Regions from separate parts of the Mus musculus genome. Here region 1 is linked to region 2. Evidence: chromatin contacts called from public promoter capture Hi-C data. All regions are on one chromosome and are shown on one strand. Each heading gives the region's core, a stretch centred on a gene start, on an enhancer-like site or on the middle of the called end of the contact. The rest is flanking DNA. Distances are from core to core; before and after follow the strand shown. Region 1 holds the start of Tmem265 (transmembrane protein 265). Region 2 holds the start of Zfp747 (zinc finger protein 747).

Region 1 (7,263 bases), core at 859-3,358, 190 kb before region 2:
TTATACCCTCCCAGTCCCATAGGAATTTTATTCCTCACCTTGATGGCAAACACAAGAGCCATGATCCCCAGGCAAGAACAGCCACAGATAATGCTAGTAGCCGCCAAATATTGGAGGCGGAGCCAGCGGCAGTGGATAGGGGATGGAGAATGAGCAGCTTCCATGTTGCTCACCAAGCTCTCCGCTGCCTTCTCCTTGTCCTCCATCACCTGTGGATGATATAGTCAAGGCACTTTTAAGCCCAACAAATGAGCTCTTGCTCGGGCATGGTGACTCCACCCTTCTCAAAGCATGCTGTCTAGTGTCCTAACCCTACACTCAGGAATGCTGTCTTACTGGGAAATTCCTCCAGTGACTCAGGTGAGAAGACTAACTACGTGGTCGGGATCCTTTCCATAGCTGAAGATTCTGAATCTTTTGAAGGGCAAGCATGTGTGAATGTACTTATTCTTCAATAAATATAGACAATGAAGCTGACCTGGCTACCAGAAACAGGAGATAGAATTTTTTTTTTTTTAAATCTTTTCGAGCCCTGGCTATCCTGGAACTCACTCTGTAGACCAGGCTGGGCTTGAACTCAGAAATCTGTTTCTGCCTCACAACTGGTGGGATTAAAGGCGTGCGCCACCATGCCCGGCTGAGAGATATCATCTTAAAACCTTATTACTAGGTAACTTTTTTTGGCTTTGTTTTGACACAGGATTTCGTTATGTAGCCCCTCCCTGGCTTGCCAGGAACTCAGTATATAGACAAGGCTGTCCTCAAATTCAGAGACTGCCTGGCTCTGGCTTTGCTTGGCTTACTTATGATAGTTTCTCTGTGTAGCCTTGGCTGTCCTAAAACTCACTCTGTAGACCAGGCTGGCCTAGAATCACTGAGATCTATCTGCCCCTGCCTCCTGAGTGCTGGGATTAAAGGCGTGTACCACCAAACCCTGGGCATGAATAGTTTGGAGGATAAAAGAAAGGCAAGATTCATATGGTTAAGTTCTTTTTGATGTTTATAAAAACAAAACAAAATAAAAGTAACAATAAAAAAATCCCACCTAACCAAGGAGTGGAGGCAGACATCGATAATACCAATTCGGTACAGAAGCAGAAAGATCTAAATTCAAGGCCAGCATTGCTGAGTCTGAGGATACATGAGATCCTGTCTCAAAACAAAACCCCTGAATATGACACCTCCTTTTCTATGCTTGTCACCTCTACTTTATCCCAGACCATACAACCCAATCAGATTAGCAGAGTTCAAATGACTTTGCCCACAGAAACCTGCACAATGCCTTCCTAGTACTCAGGCCCTCTATGCACATCAAAATATCTTTCCACCCTCATGTCTAATCATTATCCTACAGCCTGGACACATGAAACCACCTGTGGTTCCCCGCCACAAGAAACAAAAATGCAGAATGTGAGAGAGCAAAAAGATGTGGCAAGCTGCAACAGCAGTTGAGGTGAGAAATGAATTGTCAGTAAATGAAAAGAGCCTAAGAAAGGGCCCAGGGAGTTATGGTCAGAAACTATAAACATAAGCATAGATTCTTACCTGGCCATAGGCTTTGAGGAACTGTGAGTTTCGGCTCTTGCCTCGGGTTTGATTTGGCTTGGGTGGAGATGAAGCTGACTCATGGCTCCAAGCCAAGCCAAGGTAGAGTTGTAGGGCCAGCCACCATGTGAAGAGCCCAGGGCTCTGGGAAGGGGCATGGCCAGCTCAAACCAGTTTGGCTAGATGGCGAGCAGAGGAGGGCTAAGGCATGAGCAAATGGAGGATGCCTGCTTTCTGAAGACAGGAGTGTAAGGAAGCACCTGAGTAAGGAGACTGAAGGGGACTCCCGGGTGTTGGAGAACTGAGGGCAAGTTCAAGACTCAGAGAAAAGAGTTTATCTGGGTGGTTTAAAAGACTCTATATAGCCTACCAGATCAGATTTGACAATCTTTCTTTTTTTCTTTTTTTTTTTTTTTTGACTGGGAGCGGGATTAAGTTCTGCTTCAAGGGTAACCTTGCATTAGAGATCAGTCATGGAGTCATTGTAAGAGGGAGGTGAAAAATGACGTCCAAATTCCCACCCAACCCTCCACCAGACCAGAAAATCAGAAGCCTCCTTACACGGATGCTTGTACAGAAACTAAGTTTATTATGCTTTTTTTTTTTTTTCTTAAAAAAAAAAAAAAAAGAAAAAAAAAGAAAAAAAGAAAAAGAAAAAAAAAAAGAAAAAAAAACAAAACAAACCCACCCCACCTCATTGAAAAGCCCCTCCCCCTTTACCCTAAGGGTTTGAGGCTGTGAAAGACAGCTGGGGAATCAAGTACAAGGGGGTGGGGACAGAAACTATCTTGCCACCCTTAACACTGCCCAGCCATATAGGAGAGAAAGGGGGTTGTGACAAGCCCCATTTCCATGACAACCAGTAACCTACCCCCTACTTTGGTGGAAAGGAAGACAGCCCCCTATGTCTCCCTGGAGGCTTTTTCCCTCAAAGACTTCAAGTAGTGGTTATCAGAGTCAGGCCTGGGCAAGGGAAAGCGGCCATGGTGGGATACATAAGTGAAGGGGCTGCCCATTCACGTCTTGGCCTTTCGACCTCTGTGACTAATAGTAGGGATACATAGGTGGGGAGGAGCACTACTACGCAGGATACGCTGGTCCCCTTGGTTGGTGGTCCCAACGAGCCTGCGGGGACCAGTTCGACGGCGTGGGGTTCCATCTCCTTCCTCCTCGTCACCTGAGGCTTCTACCTCTGACTCCTCTACTGAACCCTCAGGCCCCAGGGGACTTGGGGGCTGCAAGCGGCCTCGTTTTGCCATCCCAGAACTCCCAACTGGAGCCCCTGACCTTTTTCGAGGCATTTTCTCAGTTTCTAGTGGGGGGACTAGAGACCCTGGACGCAGGCGGGTTGAGCGAAATTTGGGAGTTAATGAGACCACAGGTGGTGTCAGTTCTAACCCACTTGGCCCACTATCTGCTAAATCCAGGTCATCCTGAATTACGGCCATCACCATGGACCCTTCACTCTTTCGTCCCCGCATCCCTTCAGCTTCAAGCCGAAGACGGGCCAGGCGGGTGAGAGGACGGCTTCCATCCTCATCAGAGGAACTGCCTTCACTTTCTGCCTGGCCCAGGGGTTGGCGCTGCACTCCCAGTCCACAACTCTCAAGAATAGAAGAGCTGTCGGGGTCCAAGACAGGGTGCTGGCTGGGCCTTGGTGATGGTGGGTTCTTGGGAGGTCGGCCCCGCTTCCGCTTCGGTGGGGATGTTGAAATGGTGACAGTAGTGACAGTGTTGGTGACAGCAGTGGGACAGGCTAGGAGTGGTGTCAGGGGTGCTGGGAAAGGGAGCGACTGTGTTCGGCTCTCTAAATTGCCGCCTCCTGGAGAGGATATGGTCCCAGGAATGGGCAAATCCCTTGCTTTAGGGGGACGCCCACGCCGTCTTTTCTCCACAGGCGATAGGATGGTGGGTTCTGGTCTGTGAACTGGTTGGGGTCCAGGAGGCTGGGGCCCAGGAACAAATTGGGGCCTGAGGTCAGGTTCTGCAACAGTTACTGTTTCAGGGCCGGGGACTGGGTCAACCCCATTGGTTTTCCCCTTAGAGATGGATGAAGGTACCTCATCTACCCCTCTCCCAGCATCTGCTGGAGATCTGTTCTTCTTGGGAGGCCTCCCCCTCCGACGTTTCACAGCAGGTGGAGTGATGGCAAGCTCTGTTCCTTCTCCATTCTCTGGGCTTCCCCCAGTAGTCGTCCCCAGTTCATTGTGACGACAAGCTATGAAGGTGGATTGGGTTGGGGTAGACAGTGAAGATGTAGGAGCAGCTTCACAGGGCCCACTGCTAGGAGGTGAGGATTCTGGCCCTGACATACTGTGGATCGATGGGCTTCTTGGACTGGCGCTAACTTCAGATACCCCAGGTACTAGGGTGCTGGCAGGTGCCCGATGTCGCCGTCGCTTTACAAGTTCTTTTTCCTCCACCACAGTTACTAGCCTTCCTGGCAGCTTTCGAAGCACTTTGGGACCTGGGAGCTGTCCTGTCCGGCCAGACCCCTGACCCCTGATTTCTACATCAGCACTGGTTCGACGCCGTGGAGGACGGGCAGGCAAAGGACCCTCAGGAGAGGAGGTGGCTGAAGATGAGGTTGATGGGGCTGTAACCTCAGCTCTAACAAGTTCTTGTGGCTTTTCTGAGTTGGAAATTGGGATCTGAACCTCTCTTGTTTCTCCCGAGTTCCTATGAGTCTCCAAAAGCTCATCAAGTGGTTCAGCAGATGCTGCTGAGGGTGGGAGCTCCAGCCCATTGCTCTCATTCAGACTCATGGTCAATTCCTCACTACCAGGTAGCAGTGTGGTATTGGTCCCCTCCACAGGACCTGGCACCTCCTGCTGCTGACCATTGGGGATGCTCTCAGCTTCCAGGGTTGAACTGGGTGCAGGAATACAAGGAAGAGTCTTCTCTGATTCAGGCAGGATATCAACAGCCACTGGCAAAAGATCCTTTGGAGACACAAGACTAGCCAGGGAAGCCTCAGAATTGGTCATTCCAGGCAGCTCTAGAGACTCCACAGGTGCCAATTCTTGTGCACACAGCCCTACTTCTCCTGAGTCCAAGGGGAGGTTGGTAACCCCAGGAGAGATGGGAACAGAAAGGGAGTCAAGTGGGGCTGGTGAAGAAGAGGTTAATACAGAGGTTTGAGCTTGTAAGGGGGTACAAGTGGGTAGAGGGGTACAGGCAGAAGGCGGGGTAGAAGCAGGAGACGAACTAGGAGGAAGCTGAAGCAGAGGTGGAGTAGGCAAGATATGGACAGGAAGAATGGTTACTGGATTTGGGGCTGAAATGGGTATTGGAGCTGTGGCTAGGGCAGAAGTTATAGCAGAAGCAACAGAAGCAGCAGGAGGGAGAGGAGCAGGAGAAGGAGAAGCAGCAGGAGGAGAAGCAGGAGGAGCAGGAGGAGCAGGAGAAGCAGGAGCAGGCGGAGGAGGAGGAGCAGGAGAAGGAGAAGCAGGAGGAGCAGGAGGAGGAGGAGGAGCAGGAGGAGGAGGAGGAGGACGAGGCCTAGGCACTGGCCTGGGAATTCTTTCTCTCACAGGGCTGCATTGGGGAGGCACAAAGGTGTTGCAGGTATGATGGGAGGATGTGACAGGAGTGTGGTTTGCTCCTTGAGTTTCTGCCCGAGCTCCACGAAGACGTTCACTGACACGAGTCCCCAGCCTCTCAGGAGCCCTGATTTTCTTGCTGCGCCGGTGGCTGGCTCCACTACTTCCACAAGACATCTCATCCCCAGCCCCTGGTCCTTCCTCTTCCTCGTGGGGTAGTCGGAACACCTCCTCCTTGGCTTGGTCCAGGTCTTTTCGGGCAGCTTCCACTTGTTCCTACCAACAACGTGGCCAATAGTGTCAGCAAGAGGAAGAGCGAGCAGAGCAAGGCATGATGGAAATGAACAGCTTCCCACTATCTTATTCCCCTTACTTCCTACATAAGAAGACTTACTTCTGCCTGTTTGAGCTCCTCTCGGCTCACTTCCTCCAATGAAGCTTCTAGGAACTTCATGGCATAGCGCTCAATGGGAGTCAGCTGTAGGGAAGAATATAAGTTGATAAACATAAGGACCTAGAACTCAGGGACTATTACCATATCACCAGGAAAGATGGGGGGGGAAAAAAAAAAAAGGAGTCCTGGCATACATAAGTGATGACAAATGAAGAGAAGTGGTAGTGGATCCAACACGAACCTGTTCTACTAGGGCAGCAATTTCCTGTTCAGCCCTGGACATCTCCTCATCCTCAGCCCCAGGCCCGGGGCGATTGGCCTCCTCTCCCTCACCAGCAGGAAACCCATCATTCTCATTAAATTCTGCAAGCTCAGCCACTTGTTCAGCTTTGGCCTGAGTGGCTGCACGGATATCTTCTTCATCTTCTGCCCGACATAATGCCTTCAAGGTATTCAGAAGAAAAACAAAGCATATACAAATAAGAAATTTAAGAACATGGAAGAAAAAAACAAAAAAACCCAAAAGGGTCAGGTAGTGGTGGCGCACACCTTTAATCCCAGCACTTGGGAGGCAGAGGCAGGCAGATTTCTGAGTTCCAGGCCAGCCTGGTCTATAAAATGAGTCCAGGATAGCCAGGGCTATACAGAGAAACCCTGTCTTGAAAAAAAAAAAAAACAAAACAAAAAAACAAAGAACATGGAGGCAGAAAGATGGCTCAGTGGGTAAAAGGCAATTCCCCAGCAAGCCTGATAACCTGGGTCCTCAGAATCCATAGTGAAAGGAGATGGGTTCTAGAAAGTTGCTCTCTTACCTCCGTATGCATGTGGTAGCACATATTGCTTATAAATGAGCAATAATTTTTTTTTCCAAGAGAAATGAGGAGGGAAAAGAGCTAGAGAGATGCCTTAGCACTAAAGAGAACTTACTACTCTTGAAGAAAACCTGAGTTTGGTTCTCAGCAACATTATCAGGTGGCTCAACTCCAGCTCCAGGGAGCAACCCCTTTGACATGTCACAGTACCAACACAAAGACACATAACTAAAAATACAAAGAATCTTAGAAAACAAAGCCCCCTAAAATTTTCTATGTATTTTGCAGGTACATGCCCATCTCAGCTCTCAGGAGGCAGAAATAGGATTGCTGCAAGTTTGAAGTCAGCCTGCTCTATATAGAATTTTCTAAGCCAACCATAGACACATGACAAGACCCTGTCTGAAAATAAAATAAAGTTACATCTTGTAATTTACATTTTATTTATGACAAGGGTAACAAGGTCTTACTATGTGGCCCTGGCTGGCTTGGAACACATTGTGTAGACTAATTGTCTTTAAATTTAGAGTCCCACCAACCACGGGATCCAGTATGCCTGCCATTATATTCCTGCAAAAACGCTTGAGGCAGCTAGGTGTGGCAGTACACACTGCTGATCTCAGTTCTCAGGAGGCAATGGTAGGTAGGCCCGAGTTCTAAGCCATCCTGGTTTAAATAAAGAGATCCAAGGCAGCCAGGCCTGCATATTTGAGACCCTATCTCAACTTTAAAAAAAAAAAAAAATTGAATCGAGTTTTTATTTATATAAAAACGGATTTACTCTAGCTATGGTGGTGCTGGCCTTTAATCATATCACTAAGAAGGCAGAGGCAGGTGGATCTTTGTGAGCTCCAGGTCAGCTCAGCTACGGAGTTCCAGGGTGGCCAGGACAGCTACACAGAGAAACCCTGTCTTGAAAAACAAGCAAATTTATAGATGAACTAAGCAATGCTCTGGAACACCAGACTTA
Region 2 (7,198 bases), core at 1,422-3,921:
AGAAAGGTTACAGAGATAAGAATACTTCCCTATCTAAACTCAGTTTCCAGTGACTAAATGTGTCCCATTTCTTCTCCTTGCTATGCCACTGTGCTAACATTAATTGGTATAGTTCTCATAAATTAGCCTAACTCTACAGAACATTCCTCTATGACCCAACTGTATAATCACGGGTTCAAAGTCTAAGTTTCATTGATTGCCTTTGAAGATAGCAGGTTTCTGCTGCGGAATCTACACTATCAGACATCGTGCTCTAACACAGGTTCCTTTGGTTGTCTTTTAACTATGGACTTAAGCAGTTTCTCTTTCATAACTATATTATCAACTATATTCCCAAGGTCAAGGTTTTACATTTCCGTAGTCTTTTAAATGTAATATATTCATTCTCCTAGATAGAAGGAAAAATCCCTTCTTGTTCCTTCTGCTCCAGGAAAGCTTTTGCTTTTTCCAACTTCATCTTAAAGACTGTTCATGTTGTTATCAATTCTATCTCTTTTATAAACTCATAAGCTACAGGAAACCCAATCAGATCTACCTCTCCTGGACCAAGTAGACACCATCCAGATAAGTACACCTGCCAATCAATGGCCTATGTCCTCATTTGCTACCTGTCTTAGTCAGGGTTTCTATTCCTGCACAACACATCATGCCCAAGAAGCAAGTGGGTGAGGAAAGGTTGATTCAGCTTATACTTCTAAACTGCTGTTCATCACCAAAGGGAATCAGGACAGGAGCTCACACAGGGAAGGAACTTGGAGGCAGGAGCTGATATAGAAGCCTTGGAGGGGTGCTGCTTACTGGCTTGCTCAGCTTGCTTTCTTACAGAACCCAGATCTATCAGCCCAGGGATGCCACCGCCCACAATGGGCACTTCCACCTTGATCAATAATTGAGAAATATTATTGTCAATTATGTCTTATTATGCTGGATCTCATGGAGGCATTTCCTCAAGAAATTTCCTAAGAAAAGATGTTTCTCTGCCAAATTTATTTAACTTTCATCTCTACCTGTTGTGTGTGTGTCTGTGTGTTTCAGCATCTTGTCAAGTCCAGCCATTTACTACATCCAGGACAGCTCCAGAGAAGCAACCCACCGGTGCTCCCATCTTCTTTCACAGGCACAGATGCACCTATTGGACCTGCTCCATCCTCTCTCTCCATAGATGGTTCCACAGACCCTGGACAGCAAGGAAACAGCCAACTCTGCTAAGACTGGACCGACTTCCCCATACCCATTTTCTTAGGGTTCCCAGACACATGTCACCCCAAAGTCAGCAGGAAGTAGTCAGACATCATGATAGTCAGACATCATGACAACCCTACTCCTGCTTCACCATCACCACTTTGAAAATTTCCCTTTTTTTAATTAAACCAAAATGGGGGAATGTTAACATTTCTTCTAGGCTCTGCCCTCGTTTCCTGCCAACAGCCATGACTCATTATAAAAGGGTCTGCTTGCTCCCTCCTTTTGCTCTCTTGCTCTCTAACCCTCTTCTGCTCTGTCCCTTCTCTCCCCATTCCCCTCCCCCCTCTATATGTGTTCTACTCCCTCTCTTTCTCTGTCTCTCTCTCTTTCTCTCTCAATCCCTCTATCCTTCCCCCTTCTCTCCCTCTCTCTCTGTCTCCCTGCCTCTGTCTCTATTAAGCAGTCAACTCTCCTCCCCATGCCTTAAATGAACTCTATTCTATACTGTACCATTGTGAGCTGGTCCCTCTGGAGGAATGGATGCCTGAGCATGAGCTCACAGAGGTACCCCATTCACCTACCCCACACTGTGCCTCCACCAACATATCCCTGGTTTCTTTGTCTTTTTTTATAAAGTACAAACAGCTCTGAATGATGACAAATAGGATAATATCCCTTTTGTAAGTAGGTATTTTTATATTAAAATAACAATGAGTCAGACTTAAATCCTTACTGTGAGTTGGACCTCATTCCTCCCGGGACTCTCACAAATGGCCCAGATATCTTAACTCCCTCCTATGAGTGAGGCAGAGAAATCCAGTTGGGCAGGTGTACATCTAACCTTTTAGAAGATTAGATGGTCTGGAATGTCCCAGGTGTCCTGGCTGATCAAAGATCAGCTCTGTGATCTCTGATCTGTATCAGGAGCAGTCAGTATTCCTCAACTAGTTTGAGATTTGTAGACCAAGCTGGTGGAACCACCCCAATTGGAGGCCTGCTTCATTTGATAGCTCATTAACAGGGCTGGAGAGATGGCTCAGCAGCTAAGAGCACAGACTGCTCATCCTAAAGGTTCTGAGTTCAAATCCCAGCAACCACTTGATGCCTCACAACCATCTCCTGGTGTGTCTGAAGACAGCTACAGTACTCGTTGAAATTAATTTAAAAAAAAAAAAAAAAAGCTTATTAACAGCCCTCCCTCCACAGGCTTGCTTCTAGCTCCAAGATGAACACTGACCACAAATAAAATACTAAACATCTATTCACAGGCCGCTTCCACCTAGCTGACTGTGAGAGGGGTGTGGTTCTCCTGAGACCATAAAACCCTCCCTGTTTGTGGTGCTCACAGGCAGGGTGTGTCATGTTGGCCTGCCAGCCTGGGACTTGTTCTCAGACTGGCACTTGTAGACTCTGTGGCCATTTTGGTTGAGGGCTTGATGTCATTGGTGCAGGAAGTCACGTGATACAACCCTGGGCAGGACCGCTAGGGAGCGTAGTTTTGAGACGCCGCGCCCAAGTCCACATTTTTACTCGGTCTTCCGGAAATCTCCGCTGTGCTCCTATCAGTTTTCACTTTTTCCCTACGTTAAGGTGCACACGGACCTGGTTCCTGTCCTTTTTCAGCCCTGGTACCCGAAAACGGACACGTTGGACTGGGCAGGCAATCCCAGGAGTGCGGGGCTGACCCAGGGACTGTGCGGGGAGTCTACATGGCGCAGGTGATGGCCCCGGGAAGGGCCTCGGTACCGCCTGTGTTCTGTAAACCTGGGACTGTGAGCTTCGCGGACGTGGCCGTGTACTTCTCCCCGGAGGAGTGGAGGTATCTGCGGCCGGCGCAGAGAGCCCTGTACCGAGAGGTGATGCGCGAGACCTACGGTCTCCTGACCTATCTCGGTGAGAACCTTCCTGGCCGCCGTGGTCGCGATGCCTGTGACACCGTGGGTCCTGCGTGGCAGCAGAGAGACCTGGGCACGGGCGGTCGGAACCAACTGGGTCGTCCTCCTGACTAGTGGGTTTGCTATCTTTCCCTACAGACGTCGGATGCGCCAAACCAGCGCTCATCAGCTGGGTGGAGGAAGAGTCCGAAGTGTGGGGACCCGGTGCCCAGGATCCAGAGGTGGCCATGTGCAGGACAGAAGTCCACTCAGGTGAAGGACTGGGTACTTGCCTGGGGAAACTTCTGTGTTGCCAGCCTGTGTGGTGTCTTCTAGTGACTGCACTTACTGCCTGGCAGTTTCTTCCCTGTTTTTGTTTCTTGGCCAAAGCCATGATGGCTGGCCCCTGGATTCATCTAGAAAGGGGCTGTGATTGTTCTGTCCAGTGCTCTCACCTCGTATATACAGGGCCACTAGGCTGTACGGGTTGTAGCCCCTCGTTCCCACTCCTCTGCTGCCATCACTGTGGCTGCCTTCTGGAGTCTCCTTTAGCTCTTGCTTTCCACCTCTGAGAAGTGCTTAGCTTACTGCACTTGGGAATTGGGACCACACAGACACCTTTCTTTTCTTTTCAATTCTTTTCCTTTATTTTTTATTTTTTATTTTTTTAGAGGGTTTCTCTGTGTAGCCCTGGCTGTCCTGGAACTCACTCTGTAGACCAGGCTGGCCTCGAACTCAGAAATCTGCCTGCCTCTGCCTCCCAAGTGCTGGGATTAAAGGTGTGCGCCACCAAGCCGAGGCCCAGACCCCTTTCTTTATGCTGCATTTGGACATCTGCACACTGCACATGCTCAGATGCTGTGACATCTCCACTCCTGTGTCCAGTCTGTCCCCTTGTGGGGCTGTGGAAATTAAGGGGCAGTAGAAGTCAGAGTCTGAGCTTTTTTCATGGTCTCCCAGCAGATTGCAGGCACGAGAAGGAAAGGAAGAGACCAAGAGAAGAGACTGAAGCAATGCAGAAGACATTTTCTCCAGAACCTGGGCAGAAGGAGCCACAACTCTCATTTGCTGTCTCCGCTAGTGGAATTCAAGCCACGGTCCTAAGGGCAGACAAGCGTCACGGGTGCCATTTGTGTGGGAAGAGTTTTGCCCGGCGGTCCACGTTGGAGGCACACATGTACACTCACACAGGTGAAAAGCCGTTTCAGTGCCCAGACTGCAACAAACGATTTGGCCGGTATTCTTCCCTGAGCACTCACCGAGCCATACACCGAGGGGAACGGCCGCACCAATGTCCTGACTGTGGGAAGGGTTTTACCCAGCGGTGCACTTTGGTGGCACACATGTACTCTCACACAGGTGAAAAGCCGTTTCAGTGCCCAGACTGCAACAAATGCTTCGGCAGGTATTCCTCCCTGAGCATGCACCGAGCCATACACCGAGGGGAACGGCCACACCAGTGTCCTGACTGTGGGAAGGGTTTTACCCAGCGGTGCGCATTGGTGGAGCACATGTACTCTCACACAGGCGAAAAGTCATTCAATTGCCCTGATTGCTGCAAGTCCTTTGGTCGGCCATCTTCCCTGAGCAGGCACCGGGCCATACACCTCGAGGAGCGGCCTCATCGCTGCTCTCACTGTGGCAAGACTTTTACACAGCGCTCTTCACTCACCAGCCATCTCCGTGTCCACACTGGGGAGAAGCCTTACTGTTGTGCTGATTGTGGACGCTGCTTCAGCCAGCGCTCTAGGCTCCATGAGCACCAGCGAGTGGTACACAGCGGTGTGACCCCCTTTTCTTGCACTCACTGTGGCAGTGCCTTTGCGGATTCCAAATATCTTCGGCGCCACATGCGCATCCATACAGGTGAGAAGCCTTATTCATGCCCTGACTGGTCGCTGCTTTCGCCAGGGCACCGAAATTCCAGCCCATAGGAGGACCCACACTGGCGAGCGTCCTTACCCCTGCCCTCAATGTGGCAGGCAGTTTCGCACAAAGTCAGCTATGACAAGCTACCAGTGGGTCCTTAGACCAGGATTAAAGGCCATAAGGACAAAAAAGCCAGTCAGTTATCTATATCCCTGGACCCTAGACAAGAGGACCCGGATCCACCTGTGGGCTTCTAGCATTACCCAGAGTTATTCCAAAAGTGCGGGTGATGGTCTTAAAGGCGCCAACATAGAGGGTGAAATATGTACATTGTTTGAGGCCCAGAGGATTGAACCTATGGCATCTTCCTGAAGTCACAGACGTTCTAGGTACTGCTGGTCTGGGCACCGGGTACAGTCTTCTAGGAGGTTTCCAGATGCATCTGCACACACTCCGGATGTACTGTCGTCTTGGCGTCTATTGGGCTGGGCTGGGCTGGGCAACCCCACTAGAGCTCCATGAGAAGCGAGGGCCTTTTCCTGGCTCAGAAGTATTGAGAAGCCTGAGGATGAAGAGAGCCTCGTTGAAGTCATTGTGTCTTTAATGCAGAGGCTAAAGTTGATGGCTCTGTGTGGGTTGAGCCAGCTGCATTCTCCGGGATTGAGTTACTGGTCAAGAGCCTGGTGTGGTGGTTCCTGCCTGTGATTCCCCCACTGGGGAGGTAGAGACAGGAAGACCAGGAATTTGAGACCAGTTTGGGTCACCTGAGACTGCATATAAACATAAATAAAATTATTTATTTCTAAATAACTGTAATTAATTACGGTTTAAAAACCAAAGTATCTATGACATGTACCAAAGGCCTAAGTTTGTAGGTTCTCTGGAAAAAATCCAAAATATTCAGCCCAGCAAACAAGACAGAAGAGTTCTGTGGTCCATTCTCAGCATTCCATACACTGTGTGTGCCGCCACATGCTTGCTTGCAGCACTTGGTAGCTGGTGGCACAAGGATGTTCAGAACTTTAAGGCTGCCCTCTGTCACAGACAGACAGACAGACAGACACACACACACACACACACACACACACACCAGTTTCAGATCAGATTATGGCAACAGCCCCCATGTCTTGATTTCAGCGTTGGAAGGAGAGAATCAGGTCTGGAAGACAGTGGATTTTAGGATTTTCTCAATCAAGGAGGGCTTGTATGAAATTGGATGGCAAAGAAGGAAAAAGAAATAAAGAAACAAAAACCTCATAAATGATTTCTGCTCCTCATTTGTATTTTATGTTATGGCTTTTAAAGTTCTTCCTTGCCTATCACCTTTTTTTGCCTTTCCTCTGTGCCTAGGAGAGGAAGCAGCTTGAAAAATACTCCCAGTCAGGAGGAGGCTCCTGGGTCAGATATCTGACCCTACCCCAAGTGGGAAGTGGGCTGTGCTCACCCTGCCCTCCCACCCATCTCTGTCCACCAGGGAGTAGCCTGCTGGTCAGGAGCTTCTGAAGTAGGAGGGAAAGGCCCTGGGCTGGGCCTCTGTAGCCACTTTTAGACTCCATGCCTGTTTGAACTGGAGAAATCTGGGCCTTTCCATCCCTTTGGGCTCAAAGACAGATCAGAGGAGGCTCAGCAACTGGTCCAAGACCACAGTGAAGCTGCAGGGTCACAGTCCACTGCTGCCTCTAACACTGTGTCTCTGGGTAGAGGCACATGTGCATGCAGATGCCTGTGGAGGCCAGGAGAGGGTGCTGGAGCTACCCGCAATTGTGAGGGGACTGATGTGGGCACTGGGAACCAAACTCTTGTTCTCTGGAAGAACAGCAAGTGCTCTTAACCTCTCACCCATCTCCTCCGCACACAATTTTAAGAGACAACTTTGCATGTGTTGCCCTGACCTCAGAAGATCCTTTTTCTGTATCGTCCAGAGCACTGAGACTCAAGTGAACATTAAGTTCACCTCTGCTGTCTTCCCATCTTTGATGAGTTCCTGACAAGATGCCTGGCAAACAGCTGTGAGTCAAGTCCTGAGGAGTCTGGCAGGAGGATCAAAGCCATGTGGGCTGGTGTCCCCAAACAAACAAAAACCAACAACTAGTCAGGGCCTGGAGAAATGGCTCGGTGGGCTAAGAGTATGGACTGCTCACCCAGAGTGCCTTAGTTCAATTCCAGACAACGTGTCAGATGTCTCACTACTTCCTGTGAGTCTTACTGCTGTCTAGAGCCCTTGTGACCACCATGTGCACATACTTACTATAGTTAAAACTAATAGTAAA

What was found. Promoter capture Hi-C pulls out the DNA fragments that hold promoters and counts their contacts.
Region 1: a promoter capture Hi-C map of hematopoietic stem and progenitor cells shows a contact between it and region 2, with 3 times the contacts expected there. The contact joins the promoter of Tmem265 here to the promoter of Zfp747 in region 2. A contact is called at or near these places in 19 of 39 promoter capture datasets (3T3-L1-derived adipocytes, the C10 cell line, the HPC-7 cell line and 11 more), 2 of 15 datasets of contacts at CTCF or cohesin (large pre-B cells and pro-B cells), 2 of 484 Hi-C or Micro-C datasets (CD4 T cells and the HPC-7 cell line), 3 of 115 datasets of contacts at active chromatin or transcription factors (bone marrow-derived macrophages, embryonic basal ganglia and embryonic hindbrain) and 2 of 9 other capture datasets (adipose tissue and macrophages).

Annotation. Positions count from the first base shown.
Region 1 is chr7:127,556,068-127,563,330 of GRCm38.p6, reverse strand. It overlaps Tmem265 (transmembrane protein 265), which reads right to left and starts at 2,108. Exons shown (of 3, transcript NM_001304267.1): 1 at 1,546-2,108; 2 at 39-209. The coding sequence starts at 206. It overlaps Srcap (Snf2-related CREBBP activator protein), which reads right to left. Exons shown (of 34, transcript NM_001304266.1): 32 at 5,723-5,923; 33 at 5,482-5,565; 34 at 2,112-5,363. The coding sequence ends at 2,562.
Region 2 is chr7:127,371,523-127,378,720 of GRCm38.p6, reverse strand. Zfp747 (zinc finger protein 747) reads left to right here and starts at 2,671. Exons shown (of 3, transcript NM_175560.3): 1 at 2,671-3,078; 2 at 3,219-3,332; 3 at 4,023-6,184. The coding sequence starts at 2,895. The coding sequence ends at 4,993.